Linked DNA regions of Mus musculus: region 2 is linked to region 1. Evidence: chromatin contacts called from public Hi-C data. All regions are on one chromosome and are shown on one strand. The core of a region is the stretch at or near the end of the contact, and the rest is flanking DNA. Distances in the headings are between cores, read along the strand shown.

What was found. A called contact is a pair of places that touch in the nucleus more often than the background predicts.
Region 2: a contact with region 1 is called in a Hi-C map of myocytes, with 2.3 times the contacts expected there. The contact joins two enhancer-like sites. A contact is called at or near these places in 3 of 484 Hi-C or Micro-C datasets (myocytes, nephron progenitors and uterus) and 3 of 115 datasets of contacts at active chromatin or transcription factors (cardiomyocytes, fibro-adipogenic progenitors and pancreatic cancer cells).

Annotation. Positions count from the first base shown.
Region 1 is chr9:61,432,863-61,435,606 of GRCm38.p6, reverse strand. No RefSeq gene overlaps it. Among named protein-coding and RNA genes, the nearest start is that of Gm34322, 8.5 kb to the left of the region's middle. Within about 2 kb of position 1,381, at least 132 of the 459 cell types and tissues checked have an H3K27ac peak or open chromatin away from gene starts, as enhancers often do. A contact at or near this core is called in myocytes and uterus, where this site is marked.
Region 2 is chr9:61,644,275-61,647,079 of GRCm38.p6, reverse strand. No RefSeq gene overlaps it. Among named protein-coding and RNA genes, the nearest start is that of Gm34770, 16 kb to the left of the region's middle. Within about 2 kb of position 1,344, at least 38 of the 459 cell types and tissues checked have an H3K27ac peak or open chromatin away from gene starts, as enhancers often do. A contact at or near this core is called in myocytes and uterus, where this site is marked.

The DNA of each region.
Region 1 (2,744 bases), core at 132-2,631:
CTAGATTCTGTCAAGTTGTCAACTGAGATTAACCATCACAGCTGCGCTCCAACTCAGCCAGCGGCAGCAGAACTCGGGGATGCTCATTACCCCTGGTTTCCTGGAAGAGATAAACCTTAAGCTCTTGCTTCTCTGTGTAGAGGGGGTCTGGAGAAAGTGCGGAGGGAGAAATGCCTAATGTTTCAGAGCAGAGTCATTTGTCATTTGCATGCTGAGTGCCCTACCCTAAGCAGGCTCAGCAAGAGGTTGCAGCTGGGCAGCCAGCCTTCCAGCTGTGTGAAGTAGGAGGGGGCGGGACACACAGCCTCTGAGCCTAGGCTGACAGCTCTGGAGAGTGCCCCTCCCACAGCAGAGTTGGTGCAATAGGTCTTGTGATGAGGACTCACTCAGACTTCACTACAGCAGTATGGGGGAGAGCAGCAACTGTAACTCCTCTCATGTTTTTTAAAGTCTGAAAAGCTGGGCAGTCTGAGCATGTCTTTAGTCCCAGTACTTGAGAGGCAAAGGCAGGCAGATTCCCCTGGTCTACAGAGCGAGTTCCAGGATAGCCAGGGCTGCACGGAGAAACCCTGTCTCAAAAACAAAACAAAGCAAAGCAAAGCAAAGCAAAGCAAAGCAAAGCAAAGCAAAGCAAAGCAAAGCAAAGCAAAGCAAAGCAAAGCAAAGCAAAGCAAAGCAGAACAGACATCTAAAGGCTGACTCTGTAGCTCAGAGAGTATGTGCCTAGCATCCCCCTGCACCCCCAGCATGGCATAAATCCAAGGTAATGGTACATGCCTATGATCTTGGCACTTGGAAGGTAGAGGAACAGAGATGTTAGAGTCATCCTTGGCTACATAGTGAGTTCAAGAATAGCCTGGGCTAGAGATTCTATTTTTTTTTAAATGAATTTTTTTTTTTTTTAAAGCCATGAACTCTGAAAGAATACCAAAATGAAGAGGACAGCAGTTTGACTATAACCCTGTGTCTGGGACACAGTGGCCTCTATCATTGTCACTCTTTTTCTTCTTGTTTATCTATATCTCCCCAATTCTCCACAGTCTGAATTCATTGTCATTTCAAATTGATAATACAGTAAAGCACAAGGTATGCACACACTGTGGGGATAGCCACCTCCATACTGGGGAAGAAAACTGAAGGCGGGCAAAGCCCGGGACTCAAGTCTGAGGCCCGGAGGGAGGCAATGCCCCCTCTGTGAGTAGTGCAGATCCCTGCCTGGACCGCCCAGCTCACTGGCTTGTTCCGGCTGTGCCTGGCTCAGACAATGTGAATGCACAATCATTCATTATAACTCAATTACAGTGATTAAAGCTGGTGGCATGCAGAGGCAGGAGGGAGTGTTGCCAACAAAATTTACACTCCGTGTCATCAGCAAGAGATAACAGCAGCTGACAGCCCGCTGCCTCCCCTGCCATCTGCTCAGCCTGGCCGCCTGAGGGGCAAGAGCAGCCGCTGTGCTCACGGTGGCCTAGAGTGCTGAGATGAGCCGCCTTGGGGCTGGGCTAGGACTTGAGCGGGGTGCCCATGGGTGTAAGGCAAATGGGGGCCTGGGCCCCTCCACACAGCTGATCTGACATCCAGCATGCAGAATGGGGTTGTGGTAGAGCAGAACTAAGGCTGTTCTGGGGTTTTTGTCTATGGTGGCACAGGTTGGCTTTCTGAGATCTGGTTTCCCCTCCATGTTCTAGGAGGGAAACTGAGGCACAGATACACAAAGGACAAATCAATTAAGACAGTCATCTGGGACAGAGTCGTAGCTCAGACCCTCCCCATCACCCCCTCTTGTTTACATGGAGGCTGAGCGGTGTGGGAAGTTAGGCCATACTTAGCTTCAGAGAGGTGGAGCCAAGATCAAGTCATTCACCATGGGACCCAGAATAAGTCAATGATAATAGTCGAGGGGCCTGTGAGGTGATGCAGGGGCGCTAAGCCCAGACTGTGTGATGGAGAGAGAGGAATATGGCAATTGTCCCAGATATGAGGAGACTCAGGTCATGGCTACCAGGCGGGACTGGGAGGACAAAGGGAGGCAAAGGTCAGAGGTGAGGTCTGTGCCATGAATCTGAGATGGGTGAATAACAGAACTGCTTCTCTTAATGTAGGGTGACAGTGACCCAGGCCACCAAGGACTTGGGACCTGCAGCTCTGAGTCTGGCGGCAACAGGACTCCTGTGCACTGGCCCAGCAGATAGACTGGTCCCTAAGGGCCTTTGCTGAGCTCCATGGACTCATGCATGATGCATCATGTGACATAGTAGGTAAAGGGAGGAGGGCCCTTCTTCCCTTGCTTGTTTCAGAATACTTTTTTCTATGTTTTTATTTATTTATTTATTTAGAAACAGGGTCTCAAGCAGCCCTTGTTGTCTTCTTGCTAAGTAACCCAGGCTGGCTTTAAATGTATGATCCTCCTGCTTCCAACTCCCAAGAGAAGAAGTATAGACGGATGTCACAACACCTAGTTCTATGGGATGTTGGAACTCCAACCCAGGGCTTTTGTGCTTGCTAAGTAAACACACTACCAACAGTGCTCCACCCCATTCTCTGGTTGCTATAGGTCACTCTTTCAAGCTCATGATTCTCACATGGCCTAAACCACACTCACCATGGTTGAGCCTACCTGCCAGCTGCCCACTGCCAGACACCTTCGGCCCTTCCTTGCCCTGGTGGCTAACTAACCTCAAATTCCACCCCAGACAAGCATGCCCTTGGCTTCCGGAGGACGTGTCTGACTCCACCCAGGTTCT
Region 2 (2,805 bases), core at 95-2,594, 210 kb before region 1:
CTCCATGTAGTGAGAAGTAGCCTTATGCAACTGTGGTCTCCTGACTGCACAGGCCAGAATAAAATGCTTTCCAGGGGGTCTGAAGGTGCCTGGTTGGGAGATTTCTTGTAATAGTTTTAAAGTCCAAATACTATGCCGCAGTGTCCAAGGGCAGACATACCTGGAAGGCTTTTGGTCCCTCTTCATGGGGTGTCCATGGTGGTTCACCCCTTCAGACCATGCTGGTCCTCTGGCTCTCTCCCCTGTACCATCCACTATTGTACAGCCCTGGCATCTATTTCCGTACCATCGCTGACAGTGCCTAGGAGCTCAGTCCCTCCTGATACCTCAGGATCCTTTGCCGCTTCCCGTCTTCCTAGGAATCTCACAAATAGGGATTATAAACCCCGTTTAAAGATGAAGAACGCAAGACTCCGAGATGCTGACAATATGTTTAAAGACACATAGCCAATGACTAGGAGATGTCTGGACCAAGTCTCTACCCTGTGCCTAGAAGAGAGTCTTGGGCAGTGTGAGCACACGCTAAGTATTTGTCAGGTGACAGAAGAATTTCCTTAGGACATTCATGCTGCAAAGTTCTCTGGAAACTCGTCACTGTTTAATTTCATCTGAACACCTGCTTGTGAGCTCAGTGTGAACCTAGAGAAAGTGTGTCCCAGGCAAGCCAGGCTATAACACACATACATACACACACACACACACACACACACACACACACACACTCCTGTAATGACCCGCCTGCAATTGATATACTGCTAAGTAGCATTTCTTGTACTGGGGAGATTCTATTTCCACACTAGCAGCAAATATGACCTTTGAGTCAGCTGCCAGCTGCTCATAATTCTGACAGATGCAAGCGCATTTCTGGGAAGCTGTGGCCACTCAGGACCTTGCAGATCAGCAAGCAACGCTGGCGGCTTTGGTAAGATTGATCGGCCCGTGAGAATCCCATTTACAGCCCTAACAGAGCCTCGGTTTACCACGGCCTGGGCACTAATGACTTCGACAGCTCCGATCTAAATCTGTCAGCCAGAGCTGGTGGCAATATTAAAGAGCACTCTATTTATACGAAGCGGCAATTAGGAGAACGCTCGCCAATGGGCCTCCTCTTCCAAGCAAATCCCCAGCCTTCCAAACGGTGTCATGCTCGTGGTTATTTTAATCCACTTGGAATTTCGGGGATATTAATGTGATGGGCCATCGAGGAGGATCAGCCAGGTTTATTTCAGCTGACATTTCAGAGAGCACACTCGGGTTTCTGAGACGTGCCCAATATCCTCTGCCCTGTCCACAGCTCACTGCTGGGGGAGGTGGTGAGAGGACAGGAAGCAGCTGCAGAGAGGGAGGGCTCTTCCTCCTCAGCCCTGCCCTCCTCTGCCTCCTCCCTGCTGGCTCCTGCATGGTCTCTCCAAGCCTCAGCTTTTTCTCGGGACCTCTGCATCCTCTTAGCCGCTTTTCAGTCCCCTTCTTGCTTTGTTCTAGAAAGGAAATAAACATGTAGATTAAATTACCAGACAAAATACAGCTTGCGGACTGGGAACATTTATGTGCAAGGTGCTAGGCCTTAAGTTCAAACCTCAGCACTGCTCATACTCTCGTGCGCACACATGCGTTTGCACACGCACACATATATACACAGAATCTGCCGGTAAATTTCAGAAAAAAAAAAGAGAGAGAGAGAGAGAAATCTTTTTCAGTATGCAATGTTTTGGGATATACTCACATTTCAAACTTTATTATTTATTTAAAATTCACGTTTGACTGAGCATAATCCAGCTTAGATTATAGTCCATTTAGAACCGGCTTAGAGGTTCAGCCTTCTCATGCTTACTTCAGACTTCTATTTCCAGCTCTTGGGGAAGGCCTGGAGAGGTCAGGTAGGTTAGGAGGAGGATAGGAGAAGCTGGCCCTTGCCAGCTGGAATGAAAATGTTTAAATAGTGTGCTGGCTGGATTTATGTCAACTTGACCCAAGCTAGAGTCGTCTGAAAGGAGGGAAGCTCATCAAAGAAAATGCTTCTCTAAGTTCAGCTATAAGGTATTTTCTTAGTGATTGATGTGGGAAGGCCCAGCCCATTGTGGGTGGTACCACCCCTGGGCTGGTGGTCCTGGGGTCTATAAGAAAGCAGGCTGAGCAAGCCATGGGGAGCAAGCTAGTAAGCAGCACCCCTCCATGGCCTTTGCATCAGCTTGGCCCTGCCCTGTTTGGGTTCCTGTCTTGACTTCCTTCAGTGATGAACAGTAAAGGGAAGTGTAAGCCAAATAAACCCTTTCTTCCCCGCGTTGCTTTGATCATGGTGTTTCATCACAGCAGTAGTAACCCTACCTAAGACAAATATATCAGTCATGGTCGTGGTTATCTGGCTGCTGATGGCAACTGGAGTTTAAATCTGGAGACAGCTCTGATTGTTCTCACCTACCTAAGGATAAACAGAGAGTTTGGCACTTTTGCCACTGGATGTACAGTAGTGGCAACAGTGACAGTTGTAATTGCAGGCCGCCTGGCCTGATCTGTGCAGACCTTCTGTAAGTACCATACCTGTGCTGCCATTGATACAGGCCTCTGGGAATGGCTGTGAATGTTAACACCCAATCTGCCCGTGATGCTGGTGAAGAGACGTGGTCAGTTCGAGAGTCCCACGCTGGTCTGAGACTTCATAGTTGGAAGCTGGAGAGTTAAGTCTGACCTCTGCCTGCAGAGTTCATGCCCTTAGCCGTGGTGCTGTGCGACACTGAATGTGGACTGGATCACTTTTCTCCTCCATTGCCTTAGAACTTACAGCTGGAGACTTTAAGAGCTGGACCA